Regions from separate parts of the Mus musculus genome. Here regions 2 and 3 are each linked to region 1. The links are chromatin contacts, called in public promoter capture Hi-C maps. All regions are on one chromosome and are shown on one strand. Each heading gives the region's core, a stretch centred on a gene start, on an enhancer-like site or on the middle of the called end of the contact. The rest is flanking DNA. Distances are from core to core; before and after follow the strand shown. Region 1 holds the start of Btbd6 (BTB (POZ) domain containing 6). Region 2 holds the start of Pacs2 (phosphofurin acidic cluster sorting protein 2). Region 3 overlaps Pacs2 (phosphofurin acidic cluster sorting protein 2).

Region 1 (4,839 bases), core at 560-3,059:
AAGATGACGTCTGGGGAAAGGACTAAGGTGGATACACGTCAGCAGACTACATTTACTAAATAGACTTTAAATTCTCTGTCTCACAAAGTAATCCTTTTGCACGGTCTGTGGAAGTTATGAAGATGGCACGTGTATTAAAGAACAAAGAAACCAAGACGGGCCTGATGACTCATGCTTGTAATCCCAGCACCCAGGAGGCAGAGGCACGTGGATCTCTAGGAATTCAAGGCCAGCCTGGTCTACATAGAGAGCTCCAGGACAGTCAGGGCTGCACATCGAGACCCCGTCTCAAAAAAAGCAAACAAATAAAGGGGGCGGGGAGGACACAAGATGTAAGGGCAGTCTCTTCAGCAAACAGGCTGGAAACAAAGTTTACTGTCACATGTAGTACTCTGCCCAAACAGACCAAAGGTGTACACATTAAAAAGATAACAACAACCACCACCAATAGCAAAACCATGGAGAACACAGAGCAATGATTTAACACAAGCAAAAACAGACAAACATAGTAACTTCAGACTGCAAAGAATCAATGCAGCAAAGGAGTCTGTCCAGTCAAGACAACCACAAAAAAGGGAGAAAGCATCTGTCCTAAAGACTGAGCTCAATGCAGTGAAGAAGCAGACTGATTGGAAAGTGGGCAAACGACTCATGGAGGTACTTCTTCCAAGAAGATATACAAATGACCAAGAAACACAGAAAGGTTGACATCAGCAATCAAGATTCCACCTCATATCCACTAGCATAGCCTCTATAAAACCCAGAACATTATAACAAGGTTTACCCAGGATGAGGGAAAAGAGCAGTGCACGCTGTGGAGGACTGATAAATAATACAAGCACGAACAAAGGCCATTGCAAAGTTTGCTCAAACAAGTAACTGTATCTGGACAGTGATGGTGCACTCAGGAGGCAGGCAGGCAGATCTGAGGCTAGCTCCAGGACAGTCAGCGCTACACAGAAAATCCCTGTCTCAAAACCTAAGGGGCGGGGGGAGCACGAAGCACTGGATATGACTCAGTGCTTAAGAGTGGTTATTGCTCTTGCTGAAGAGCCAGCACCCATCTACCCACAGCTCACAGCTCACAACCATCTGTATCTCTAGTCTTAGGAGATCCAACAGCCTCTCCTGGCCTTTGCAAACACCAGGTACAGGCAAAACATCCACATCCATAAAATAAAAATGAGAAATCAAGAGCTACCATTTTATCCAATCATCTCACTTCTGGATAAAGACCCAAAGAATTGCAATTAGGATCTGGAAAGGATAAAATTGCCTCCCTATGGTCAGCACAACTGGGATATAGAGTTGATATATACACGGTTGGATAAACTGGCAAACAAAATGTAACCCATTGGAGTAGTCAACTTAGAAAGGAAGGTCTATGTAGAAAGTTTGAGGTCACCCTGTGGCACATGAGGTCTAGACTCATGACAGAAAAAGAAATTCCGACATAACAGGTGTACTGCCCTTGACTTTGTGCTCTGTTAAAGAAGCTGTACACAAAAAGGGAGATCAAGCCTTGCGTTAGAGACTCATTTCCTCCACGAAGAAAAGCTAGCTGGGTCAGGTGATTTTTCAAAGCCTGAGCTGTTGGAAAAAAAATCTCATTTCTGAGTGATAGAAGGTGCAACCACAACTCGCCCTTAAACCTGGGCACCCGGGCGGAGCTTCAACACCTCCCCCAGGGGCGGGGCCCTGGAACGAGGAGTCGCGTCTTGACGCACAGTGACGAGAGACGCCGGCGCCGCAGCAGTGGGTACGGGCGGGACGGCGCCCCCTGCGGCCGAGCCGCGGGCTCGGTGAGGGGTGTGGGGTGCGGGTGGGTAGCGGGCAGGGCCGGCGTGGCCCCATGCTGCTGCCGCTCGCCTGCCTGCATGGGCGGGTGGCGCAGTGCCTAACCTCCCTGCTGGTGCTCGCAGAGCCGTTTCCCAGGCCCCGTCGCGGCGCGAAGGCGCGCGGCGCAGCACCGACCAGTGCGGAGCCCGCCCCGGCAGTAGCGAAGATGGCCGCGGAACTGTACCCGCCCGCCAGTCCCTCTGCAGCTACTGCCACCGACATCGCCAACAGCAACGCGGCAGGCGCAGCCGAGAGCACGAAGGTCGGGCTTTGCTGCCCGCCCTGCCTGGCACCCGCCCCGCTGCCGCCCTTGCCCGCGCCGCCCTTGCCAGACAACAACAATCCCGAGAGCCCCAACTGGCAGTCCTTCCATCCTACGCTGCGCGAGAGGTGAGCCGCCGCCCGCCCCCGGGCTCTGGAGCCCGGGCGCGCGCCGTTCCAGCCCGTGTGCCTCTGCCCTTTGCAGGAATGCGCTCATGTTCAACAACGAGCTGATGGCTGACGTCCACTTCATCGTGGGGGCTCTGGGGGCTGCCAGGCGTGTGCCCGCCCACAAGGTGGGTAAGGGCGCAGCCCTGTCCCCTGGTGGGCCTGGCTAGGTGCGTCTCCCTGGACCTTGTTTACTGCCCTGTAGCTCAGGTGGTTTTCTTTCATCCACAGTATGTCTTGGCTGTCGGCAGCTCCGTCTTCTATGCCATGTTCTACGGGGATCTTGCGGAAGTGAAGTCAGAAATCCACATTCCCGATGTGGAGCCTGCTGCCTTCTTGGTCTTGCTAAAGTAAGTGCTGTGCGCTGGGTCTGGAAGGATGGGGTGGTTACCTTCCAATGGTCCCCTACCTGTTTGCTACAACCCCAGAGGTTGTGCAGGGGAGCCCTTGCAGCTCCCCAGGAGAGCCCCTGCCTTACGCAGGTACATGTACAGCGATGAGATCGACCTGGAGGCGGACACAGTGCTTGCCACTCTGTATGCTGCTAAGAAGTACATCGTGCCTGCCCTGGCCAAGGCCTGCGTCAACTTTCTGGAAACAAGTCTGGAAGCCAAAAATGCTTGTGTCCTGCTGTCCCAGAGCCGACTGTTTGAGGAGCCTGAACTGACCCAGAGATGCTGGGAAGTCATTGATGCACAAGCTGAAATGGCCCTGAGGTCTGAAGGCTTCTGTGAAATTGACCGGCAGACACTGGAGATCATTGTGACCAGGGAGGCCCTCAATACCAAGGAGGCTGTGGTCTTCGAGGCCGTCCTGAACTGGGCTGAGGCAGAATGTAAGAGACAGGGCCTCCCAGTCACTCCTCACAACAAGAGGCATGTTTTGGGAAGAGCCCTCTACCTGGTCCGAATTCCAACTATGACCTTAGAGGAGTTTGCCAATGGTGCCGCCCAGTCAGACATCCTGACCTTAGAAGAGACCCACAACATCTTCCTTTGGTACACTGCTGCCAAAAAGCCCCTCCTTGACTTCCCCCTGACCAAGAGGAAGGGCCTTGCTCCACAAAGGTGCCACCGCTTCCAGTCTTCTGCCTACCGAAGTAACCAGTGGAGGTACCGTGGACGCTGTGACAGCATCCAGTTTGCAGTGGACAGAAGGGTGTTCATTGCTGGGCTGGGCTTGTATGGGTCCAGCTCTGGGAAGGCTGAGTACAGCGTCAAGATTGAACTCAAGCGGCTAGGGATGGTCCTGGCTCAGAACCTCACCAAGTTTGTTTCAGACGGATCCAGCAACACTTTCCCAGTCTGGTTTGAGCACCCGGTCCAGGTGGAGCAGGACACCTTCTACACTGCCAGTGCTGTCCTGGACGGCAGTGAGCTCAGCTACTTTGGGCAAGAAGGAATGACAGAGGTGCAGTGTGGGAAGGTAGCCTTCCAGTTCCAGTGCTCCTCAGACAGTACCAATGGGACTGGAGTTCAGGGTGGACAGATTCCAGAGCTCATCTTCTATGCCTGAGGCGTAAGGTTGGAGTGGACTTGCCACCAGGCTCTTCCTCCATAGAGTCCACACAGTAAGTGCAGTGGAGGTGCAGGACACTTCCAGCTGCCTTACTGATACCATTCAAGGCTTGGCTTTCTCTATCAGCCAGAGTCTGAAACTTGACTTCTCACAGCCCGTGTCCGCTGACCCTAGACAGCATTCCACAGGTGGAAGGAAGACTTGGGTCCAAGGTCGTCCCCGATCCCTGCCAGTGACACCCAAGCTTCAGGACCCTTGGATTTCCCTCCCCCTTTGGATTCTAAGTGATTTCAGCCTACGTTGAGGCCTCCCATTCAAGCCACAAATTGCTGAAAAGTCACTTAAAATAGTTCCATCCTATTTAAGTGAATTTTCGTAATAAAGGTTTCACAGAACAAGAACCAAATGTAGATAAGTGACTGTAGGAATTAAGTGGGGCACTCTCTTTCTCAATTCCACTGAGAAGACCGTCTTGTCTGAGAGTCTGCAGTGTAAAGCTGTTGGAATCAAACCATGTCTTAGGGAAGTCATCTATCCCAAGATGCCTGCGGCTCCTGGGCTGGCTTCTCTCAAAGGCTGCAGAACTCTGCAGAAGGTGGCACCTCACGCTCTATTGCAGGGTTAGATTTTAAGAGTGGGCTATGTGCTCTGCTGCCTGCTTGCTGTGGGCCACTAGCAGGGCAGTGGTCTCTGGGGCAAGAGCATGTGCCTTAGCCCAGTGTGCCTAACAGCAGAGGCTTGGCCCTGTTGGGACCCTCTGCTGTGGCCTCACGTGGTACTTCTACATGAGTTGATGCTTCAGAAACCATAAAATCCCCATCTTTGCACATGGCAAGGACCATGGCTAGACGGCATCTGTTCTTGGAGCGTCCCTCAGTTGTGAGAAGACCCCTGCCTTTCTCACGGTACCTGCTTCAAACAGTACAGATTCCCAACATGAAGCACTGTACTCTTTCTCTTTGTGTCCTGGCCGTCATTTGACAGGCACTGGTAGGCCTTCTGAGTTTGTACAATAACGCCCTACTGGCTATATTTACCACAAATTTTAGGAGA
Region 2 (4,876 bases), core at 1,500-3,999, 38 kb after region 1:
CCTCCTTGATAGTGGCTCAGCTATACAGGCCTGAGCTGACTCTGAAACCCTGCCTCTGCGACAGCAAGGCTGACAGGGATGCAGGATATGAACTATGTTAACACAGAGCCACAAGCCACCCGGGGTCTTGGCAACTCATCAGATGGACTGGAGCCCAAAGTTAACAGTGCAAAGGAGGATGGACCAGAGAACAGCAGAAGGCTCGGTGCCTAGTGCCCACCAGAGCTCCTTCACTAAATAGATACACATGAGTATCTATTTAGTGTGCCCCTAGCATGGGCAGAGGCCTGGAGTCCCAGTGGTTCCTGTGCCTTGGACTCATTGCAAGGTCCCTGGACTCTGTGGGAGCTCCTTCAGGCATGGGCCATGTCATGCCTACACAGCTGTATCACATCCTCATGCCAGGTTCATTATCATTTAAACTCAAGCTAAGCAGATGAGTAGTTTCCAAGGAATGCATGGTCTGGAACATCAGCCAGGAAGCTCAGATTCCCAGTGTGCAGGCTGAGGGGAACCCAGTCAAAATCTGTGGGTCTGTTAGGAAGCTGGCTAAAACCTCTACTTCCTGCCAATGCCCGAGGCCTTTTCTGGAACCCCAAATTTAATTCCTCCCAACAAACAAGTGTCCTGCTGCTGAACAGACAGCTTGTTTTCAGGTCTTAACCATGGTTTATGTGTGCTGACTTGGGACTACAGGGCTCCGGAGGTCTCCCTCCTTGGGCCCTCTCCCCGGTCACCCCGGTTGCCCACCGAGGCTCATCCTGAACTAAGTTCCCATTTTAAAGGAAACATGGTAGGGGAATGCTACAAATGTAGAAGGGTAGGAGTCACATCACACCTAGTTCACAGGAAGACACATTTCCTGGCTTTTAAGGAAGTTGTCTTAGGACCTACAGTTTACAAAAAGAGAATGGAGACAGCCATTATTTTCAAATACAGAGGCCAAAGATCCAAATAACAGGTGAAACAGATTCAAACTGCTATCTAGTCACTTGGAAAACACTGGTCACCACTAACCCGTCCCCATGACCTACCTTAACAGCCCCCCCCTTCCCTTAGAAAGTGCAGACAGCATGTGTCTCACTTTCCTTCCATCTAAAGTGAGGCTGGGCAGATATATGTCATATTCATTGAGAACCTACAATGGTGTCCAGTACAAGATGGCACAGCTCAACCAAGGCCACTGGTGCCATGCCCCGGTATGCACAGCTTGGTCACTCTTATTTCCTCCCTTGACCCTGGCTGCAATGCCTGCCTGGCGCACACAGACACAACTCATCAGACAGCCCATTCTTCTGCCTGCAAATGCACCCTTGGTCTGTCCCCAGCGCTGTCTGCCAATTGCTGAGGTCAGTGGATGCTTGTCTTTTGCTTCCAATCAAAGGCAGCCTGTCCACCAAGGCTGATGAAGCTCGGTGAACACAGCCTCTGGTTTCCTAGGTACAAGCCTTACTACTGGCCCCAATAGGGCTGCAATGTCAGACAATATTCATTTCAGCTGGCCACAGACTGACAGACCCTCTGGACTTTGTTTTACCACCCCAGCGAGTGAGGAACATGAGGAAAACACAGGTCCCCTTGTTCTCTTCAAAGCAGACTCTGGCTTTAAGCAGCTGCAGCTGTTTGCAGCTCCCATCCTGGAGTTACAGCAGGAGGCTGCCTCTGGCAGAGGAGCTCCAAATGTAGATGGCAAGGGGTTGGGGTGTCATAGCAGAGGAGGGACCACCCCCACAATGCCTTCCTGGGAAGAAAGGCAGAAAACAGGACTATTGGGTAAACCTGAAGGGCAAGGAGGGACAGCCAGGTCAGATTGATTTGAGTTAGAATTGTTTCAATAAGCTTACTAGAAGATAATAAGACATGGAACCTAGCGGGAGAAAGGCAATTGTGTAAAGCCGTGGATACAAAGAAACAAGACATGCCAGAAAAGCTTTTCCCTAAATTTGTTGACTTTGACCAAAGACAGCCAAAAAGAGGGGGAGGGACATCTGCCACTGAGAGCTTCTTCCTGAGGCCCAGAGCCTAGCCGGCCTTCTCCAGGCCATGCCTGGAATCCCCTGCCTACTGGGCCCTGCAGTCTGATCGGCCACCCGCCCCTCCTATTGGCCCAAGTTCACTGCGAGCAAGGGAGAATGCACCCTGTACCAAATATTTGAGATGCTCTTGAGAAAAACTTAAAAATAAATAAATAAAGCACTGCTGAATATAGGAGGAGGCTGGATGGGCGGAGGTTGCTGGATGGGGCAGCTAGGGAGGACAGATGGTGGCTGAAACTCCTCAAGGAATAAGGGTGGGTGGGGCCTACAGAGTGCGAGAGCCAGGCCTTAGGGGCCTGTGCGGGGACACGCAGGATGGCAACCGGATGAGAGTCACCGGGATACATGGTCACGTCCCTAGGCCCGCGGTCCGCCGCAGGGAGCGTGAGGGGTTCGTAGACCTGGTCACTCCCGCAGCCATCACGTCGCTCGCCTGAGTCCCTGAGAGGGGCACAGCCTGTGCGCCGCCGCGCGCGCTCGCTCCCGCGGCTGGGCGCCGGAGACGCCCTGGGGCGCGCGCCTCACTTCCGGTGGGCGGTGATTGGGTGCGCCGCGCGAGCCCTGCCCCGTCGACCAATAGGCGGCGCGGTGCGGCAGGGGGCGGGGCGCGGGCGCAGCCTGGACACCGCCCGCGGGCCTGCCGGACTCCCGCCGCCCGCCGGCGCCATGTGACCGCGCCGCCGCCCTCCGCGCGCCCGGCCCGCCCGCCCGCCGCGCTCCCGCGGCCCGGCGCAGCCCCAGGCCGCCGAGGGACGGCGGGGCCGGCGCCATGGCCGAGCGGGGCCGCCTCGGCCTGCCCGGCGCGCCCGGAGCGCTCAACACTCCGGTGCCCATGAACCTGTTTGCCACCTGGGAGGTGGACGGCTCCAGCCCCAGCTGCGTGCCCAGGTACGCCCCCGTGCTGCGCTTTGTCCGCGCGCACCTGCCTGCGGGCCGGGACCCCGCGCCCCCGAGCGCGCGCGGGTGACTGCAAGGCGAGGGCCGGGGCGGGGCAGCGGGCCTGTGGCTCGCCCGGCCGGTGCTCTGCCCGCACCTTGACACCTGCGTCCCGGGCCGGGCTGCGCAGCGGACCTCAGGCGGTGGAGCTCTCGGCTAGTGCCACAGCTCTCCTCCGGCGTGCAGCGGCACTGTCACACCCCAGAGGCCTGGGCCTGAGGCTCCCGGGACACGCCGCTGTCTCCTCTCCATCTACCCTGCGGGTGAGGTCTGCGCTCTCTTCACCTGTCGGCCTTGTGTCCGGCGTTGTGACGAGAGCTCCCGAGACCGTTGTACTCTTTGCTTGGAGCTGTTAATTTTGCCGTTGCACAAGCCTGGTCTTTCTCCCCTGGGTAGGCGACCTCCTCCTCGCCCCGTGGAAAGGGTTAGACAAAATTTACCCGCTGGGCGGACACTGTGGCCACCCATCTCTGTGTGGACTACAGCTTCCCATTCTAGTGCCCAGCTTGAAACTTTTGTGATTTCTTGACTTGGCTCCTACTCGGGAGCTTCAGCTAGTGAGAGAAAAGAGGAACTCTAGACACCAGGTTGAGGGCGCTCCAGGCTTCCCTCTGGGGAGTCAGGGAAAGTGGCCTTATCACCAAAGAGCCTTCCAGGCACAGAACTTGGACAGTGTGCCCTGGAGGGGGATCTGAGTAGAGAGATGCTAGGAAGGAGAAGGGGAACTTTCTGTGTTCTTTCAGCAGGCCTCTGAGTGTGGTGTTGGGGGTACAGAGGCCACTAGATAGTGGTTTTACCCTTCTAGAATGCACAAGGCCCTCTGGGTCTGTCTGTGGCTTTGGGAAAGGAAGGATGGATCTGAGGGGCATCTGGAGGACTGAGACCTGAGGGTCAGCTTTTGCCTCAGTGGGAGCATCTCCCAGGCCCCTAAAGCAGGGTGGGGGGAGGGAGAGATGAACTGATCTCCACACTTAATTCTGGCTCTCTACAGCATTGCCCTGAGACTTCACACTGGCCCTTGAATTCCTTTAGCAGTCTCTGAGTTCCCTTAATGAGAGCCAAGGGTCCCCATGCCCCCCACCCCATACACCAGTCAGCCTTTCTCTTTCTCCCTCCCTCTTCTGTTCCCCCTTCCTTCTTTTTCAGAAACACTGAGGCTGTTTGAACTCCTATGCTCTTGTGATCCACATCCCCAACACACACTTGAACTTCTTTTAGAGTTAGAACCGCAGATACAGGTAGCACACTCACCTAAGACTGGAGCCTAAACCTAGTAAGGAAAGGGAGAGAGGCCATTTCCTTTAAAGGTGGACGATTTTTTTTTTCTTTTGAGACAGGGTTTTGCTTTGTAGTCATGAATGGCCTTGAACTTGTTTTTGTAACCCAGGGTGGCCTTGAGCTCTCAGTCCTCCTGCCTCTGCCTCCTGTGTACAGGGATTATAGGCATGCGCACCGTGCCTGCTGTGGTCTGTGTTCTTGAAGATCCTTTTTCCACAGGAGAAGGTAGGGGTCAGGGAAGGCTGGTGGAGGACAGGCTTACACAGAGAGGAAGATGTGAAAGGGGTGAGCAGCAGCAGGTGTTGGGGTGCTCTGGGTGTTGGGCTGGACAGAGACTTTCTCTGGAGGGGTGAGGACCTTGGTCAGGTGGAGCAGATGTTCTGTGTGTTAAAGTATAGAGTGTCAGGACAGTGTTGCATGTTTTCTGACCTGTGTCCTCCTCTGCTCTGCTGCCAGAGGTGCTCACCCTCAGGACTTAGCACACACCTTCTGCACTCAGTCAGCACTCAGCACTCACCCTCAGCACTCAGTCAGCACTCACCTTCAGCACTCATCCTCAGCACTCAGTCAACACTCAGCACTCTCTCTCAGCACTCGCACTCAGCATTCAGCACTCAGTCAGACTC
Region 3 (4,562 bases), core at 31-2,530, 55 kb after region 1:
AGACCCTTTGGTGACACAGGAGCCTGAGAACAGCCGTTTATGAGGCTGAGGGGAGAATGGTTTACTTTGCTCAGCTTCAGAGGAGAGCACAGCTATTTACCTTGTGACGGACAGGAAGCAAAGAGCACTCCTGTGCTACAGGCTCGCTCCTCTTCCTTCCCTGTCCCACCTGCTTCCAACTGCCTATGGTGCCTCTCACACACCCTCATAGCAAACCTAGAGGTATACTAGTCTCTTAGGGGTTTTCCATAGCCAGGCAGATGATGTTGGAGAGTAGCTGCCACAAGGTTGAAGGCACGGGAAACAGCATCCATTCACACCCAGCACAGGGTGTCCCATTCTTTTTGATTGTTTTTGAGACAGGCTGTTACTTAGTATGGTCTGGCCTGGAACTGAATATATGGTGAGCTTGGCCTTGAACTCCTGATGGTCCTAAGTACTGGGATTACAGTTGTGTACCAACACACCTGGCTTGCATTCCCGTTGTTGTCCACCCTTCACCCTCTGCCCCATGAACTGCTGTGGGAGGGACAGGAGAAAGGTGTTGGCACTTCAGTCTAGAGGTCTAGATGTTCCCAGGCTGGTGGCTCCCAGACTCTCACCTTCCTGGTTGGAGACATCTCTTGTGGCTGCAGACAAGATGGTTGCTCAGGCCAGAGGCCTGCTGTTCCTTGTACCCCATGAACATTGCCACGAAGGACATGTCAGATGCCTGCACTCACAGCCTCTGTCTATGAAGGGAACCTCCTCAGGCCCTGCCTGCCTCGACACTGAATGAATGCTGGCTTGTGGAGGTTGTGGGTGACTTTGAGGTGAATGTGGCTTTGGGCCTGGCCCACACCGAGCCCGGCCTGTCTTCCTCTGATATGACCAGTTGCAGGGCAGGGCTCCCTACAGTGTCCTACAGCAGGGCTCTGCACATCTCTTCCTTCCTGCGACGTGTCTTTTCTCCCTCCGTAGTGCCTCCTAAAAGGTGGCCCAGATCATAGATCAGCCGAGTGCTGAGGCTTGTGGAGCCTGCCTTCCCACGCAACCCTGGGAAGCCTTCTCAGGAGGTCTGGAAGGAAACAGCTATCCCCACCACAAGGCTAACTGCAGCCTAGGCTGGCCTCTGTCCTGTTTGAAGCCCTAGTCTCCATGTTAACTCTCGCTGTTAACATGACAGAAACATCTTTAAGGAGGAAACTTGCTTTCAAGTTTGAGATGTTTCAGTTCCTGACTTTTAGAGCTGTGGGGAAGCAGAACAGAAAGGCCAAAGGGTGTGGTAGAGACTACTCGCGGGGTGGGAGGGACGGGCCACGTCAAGATGGACTCTCCAGGGTGACCTCTTTCCTCCAGCCATGACTCCTCCTTTCAGAGTTCCATAATCTTCCAATTTTGTATCTGCCAGTGGTTCATTGATGAGACCAGCCCTCTCATGACCTAGTAGTCCCTGGAAGGACCTCACCGGCCACTCCAGAACTGTGCTCTAATAATCTCTTAGGCATCTCAGTCCAGTCAAACTAACGATCAAGACTGTCACAACCTCACAATGGCATGCCCGTGTGTGACACAGGAGATAGAAGTAGAGGGGAGAGACACTCCCCTTCTGTCAGCCATCATGTGCACAGCACACTCGCATACCTGAGGCTTCTGGCTTGTGATAGAAGAATGGGATGGTCCCTGAGCTGAAGGATCCAGGCAGGCCCTGTTGATCTGAGGGCACAGCCTCCTGATGGCAGGATCCCAATTATTTGATGCTGGTGGCTCCTCGGTGGAATGGTGGAACACATGGCCAATGCAGCCCCACTTTGAGTTCTGTGTTCTAGCCTCACCCACAGAGCCCCTTCGGAGCTTGCCTACAATCCCAGCAGAGAGTACGCAAATGGCTCCTCCTTGTTGACTGTGCTGTCTGCCGCCTTTGCCCTGGTCCCAGGACTGAGTGGTACTATCTGTTCCTCTTCTCCACCACCTGCCTTGATGGGGCTGGCCTCTGATGGGGTGAGGTGGGAATGTAGTAACACAGTGGTTGGAGGGTATCTGGCCTGGTTACGGCCCGCTGACCCTTGCCTTCTATAGAAGCTGCCCTGGCCCTGAGTGCTGGCCAGTGGGGGACATTGGGAAGCACTCTTGAACTTCTTTTCTCATTAACCAGGGGCAACCAAGTCCAGATAAGGTCCAGGCACTGAGGAGAAAACTGAGCTGAGCCGGTGAGGCCGGCAGCTGCCCCAGGCCACACAGGTACATTTCTGGCTCGAGGTTAGCAGGTGCTCAGGGTGCAGTGAGTGAGCCCATAGCCTCTCGTAGAACCTACTCCCCCAGGACTGTCAGTCACACTGTGCCTTTTAACAAGAGAACTGGCAGACTTGCATATACAGTCCTGACACTTGGACACACACAGGGGTAGGCACCACCCTGCTTGGCCTCCAGGGTGCTGGCATGTGGTATTTCTCTGCCCACAGGGCATGAGAACAAATGGCCAGCTGCCACCACAGACCCAGCTCCCACGTGGCCAGGCATGCATGAGGGGGCTGCGCCTGGAACAAAAGGCCCTTCAGTTTTTCCTCCAACAAACATAGGGTCAGCAGGTTTGGGGGCCTGAGATTTAGTCCTTTGTGAGACAGAGCTCATAAGCTCTGTGTGCCATCACATGCCTGAGGGAAAGGTGGCAATCGGTGTTTGTAGAGGGCTGCCAAAGTGCTTTCCACAGTGCTGTCAGGGCAGTGCAGAGTCTGGGCTAGGCTATTCTCTGGTAGTGAATGGGCATACTTTGATGGAGGGGATCCTGGTCATGGCTGCATAGAGGACACTTCTGTAAAGCGTTCCCTGGTCAGAGCTTAGGCAGTAGGGAGTGAGGGCTAAGTAAAACTAGCCAGTCACAGAACAGAGGGAAAAGGACACCGGCTGCTGAGAATTGACATTCCGAGGCACTGTCCCCAGTCACAAAACACAGAGGAAGAAGGACACCGGCTGCTGAGAATTGACATTCCGAGGCACCGTCCCCAGGCTGTCCTGTGAGAACCTGCAGTAATGGCAGGGATGCGGAGAGCCACAGAACCCTTTGATGACCTTTTTTTTCCCTAGAGGGTCTTGCTGCCTGTGGTTTTCCTCCTGGGTACTGGGTATGCGTGTGCTTCGTGCTCAGAGACCTGAGCTCCTTGTCTTGGGCGCTCTGCTCTCTGGGGCTGTGGGTAGAACATTTAGAGTCACAGCGACAGGTGTGGCATCTACATGCCACCTGAGCTGACCAGCCCCTGAGGCGATGGCCCTATCTGCTTTGTCCCTCATTTCTCTACTTGGTTTGTTCTGCATATCTTTCTTTTCCACACTCGCCTTTCAACTGAGTGTCACCTGAGGCAGCATTCCCTTACTTAGCCTGGAGTGATGTCATGTCTGAAGGATTTTACCTTACCACTAGAAACCTGTTGTATGCGGATCAGCCCAGGGCTTTGCTCCCTGAACCTTTGTAGTCTGAAAGTAGCTCTGGAGCCTGCCTGTGCCATTCTGCCTACTCCTTGCCTCGTTTTCAAGGGTCATTGGCCAGGCCCTTGCTTACCCTATATTTAGCCCTTATAGAGGACTAAGCAATGAAGTTCTGGTCACCAAGCTTCATATACCCTGATACTAGGTTCTCAACACCCCTGTGGATGAGCCTTCCATACCTGCATATTCCTGAGCATATCCTCTCAAGGCCTCTGTCCATTGTTTTCTGTCACTAGTACTGGACAGTAGACCCCAGGGAGAACAGGTAATCTGACTGCAGTGATTTGGATCCCCAGGTCAGAGCCCCCTCTGGGCAGACAGGCTAGAGGGGAGGGGAGGTCCAGAGATCATCCAGAAGATGGAGAGGCTAGGACAGTAGGAACCTGGGGTGGTCCTTGGTGGTCAGGACACTATTAAGGCCTGTGGAGCCTTTTGTTTTAGAGTGAAAAATCACAAAGTAACTTTGAGATGAAGGCCTACAGGGCCAAGATGGATTTCCTAGTTGGTCTTCCTTGGTCAGCAGCCAAGGAGACCCCAGCTTTAAGATTCCCAGAGGAGCCATGCCAGGTGCCTGGGCACAGAGGACGGCTGGTCAGTTTCTTGGTCCCCATGTAGGTACAAATAGACCCTGAGTCCTCATCGATTGAGAGGGTATAGGTGAGAAAGGGTGGGTGGTTCAAGAACAGGTACATCCCAGGAAGTCCGCAATGAGCCTACGCTGGCTATTGTCACTGCTCTGCCTAGTTACATATCTGCTCCAAGGCCCCAGGGACTACTGAACTCTGCCTTGGCCTTTCCTGCCAGATGTACACCCTGCATCCCAGATGGGGTCTCCTGATCCTTATTGGGTGAACAGCTCTCTGAGAGGTCTTGTCCTTGACGATGGGTTTGTCTTCTCTCTCAACAAATTATACTTTTGTGTCCACAGTTTGCCAGTGGTTGTGTGGGGGTGGGGGTGTGTGGGAGAGAGAGAGAGAGAGAGAGAGGGAGAGGGAGAGGATCTTACAGGTTTTCATTTGTATGCACTTGTGTACATCTGTGTAAATGTATGCCCTGTATGCATGCAAGTGCCCATGGAGGCCAGAGAGGGCATCACATCC

Evidence for each region. Promoter capture Hi-C pulls out the DNA fragments that hold promoters and counts their contacts.
Region 2: a promoter capture Hi-C map of macrophages shows a contact between it and region 1, with 8 read pairs. The contact joins the promoter of Pacs2 here to the promoter of Btbd6 in region 1. A contact is called at or near these places in 12 of 39 promoter capture datasets (3T3-L1-derived adipocytes, the HPC-7 cell line, cranial neural crest and 7 more), 1 of 15 datasets of contacts at CTCF or cohesin (CD8 T cells), 9 of 484 Hi-C or Micro-C datasets (CD4 T cells, CD8 T cells, embryonic stem cells and 4 more), 10 of 115 datasets of contacts at active chromatin or transcription factors (CD8 T cells, the SCID.adh cell line, embryonic stem cells and 5 more) and 3 of 9 other capture datasets (adipose tissue, liver and pancreatic islet).
Region 3: a contact with region 1 is called in a promoter capture Hi-C map of macrophages, with 5 read pairs. The contact joins the enhancer-like site here to the promoter of Btbd6 in region 1. A contact is called at or near these places in 9 of 39 promoter capture datasets (the C10 cell line, the HPC-7 cell line, cranial neural crest and 6 more), 1 of 15 datasets of contacts at CTCF or cohesin (CD8 T cells), 5 of 484 Hi-C or Micro-C datasets (the AtT-20 cell line, the C10 cell line, embryonic stem cells and 1 more), 1 of 115 datasets of contacts at active chromatin or transcription factors (embryonic stem cells) and 3 of 9 other capture datasets (adipose tissue, liver and pancreatic islet).

Annotation. Positions count from the first base shown.
Region 1 is chr12:112,974,754-112,979,592 of GRCm38.p6, forward strand. It overlaps Btbd6 (BTB (POZ) domain containing 6), which reads left to right and starts at 1,810. Exons shown (of 4, transcript NM_201646.2): 1 at 1,810-2,229; 2 at 2,306-2,396; 3 at 2,500-2,618; 4 at 2,751-4,187. The coding sequence starts at 1,853. The coding sequence ends at 3,783. The region is part of intron 5 of Brf1 (BRF1, RNA polymerase III transcription initiation factor 90 kDa subunit); the gene reads right to left.
Region 2 is chr12:113,011,759-113,016,634 of GRCm38.p6, forward strand. Pacs2 (phosphofurin acidic cluster sorting protein 2) reads left to right here and starts at 2,750. Exons shown (of 24, transcript NM_001081170.1): 1 at 2,750-2,924. The coding sequence starts at 2,806.
Region 3 is chr12:113,030,356-113,034,917 of GRCm38.p6, forward strand. The region is part of intron 1 of Pacs2 (phosphofurin acidic cluster sorting protein 2); the gene reads left to right. Among named protein-coding and RNA genes, the nearest start is that of Pacs2, 18 kb to the left of the region's middle. Within about 2 kb of position 1,281, at least 105 of the 459 cell types and tissues checked have an H3K27ac peak or open chromatin away from gene starts, as enhancers often do. A contact at or near this core is called in adipose tissue, liver and macrophages, where this site is marked.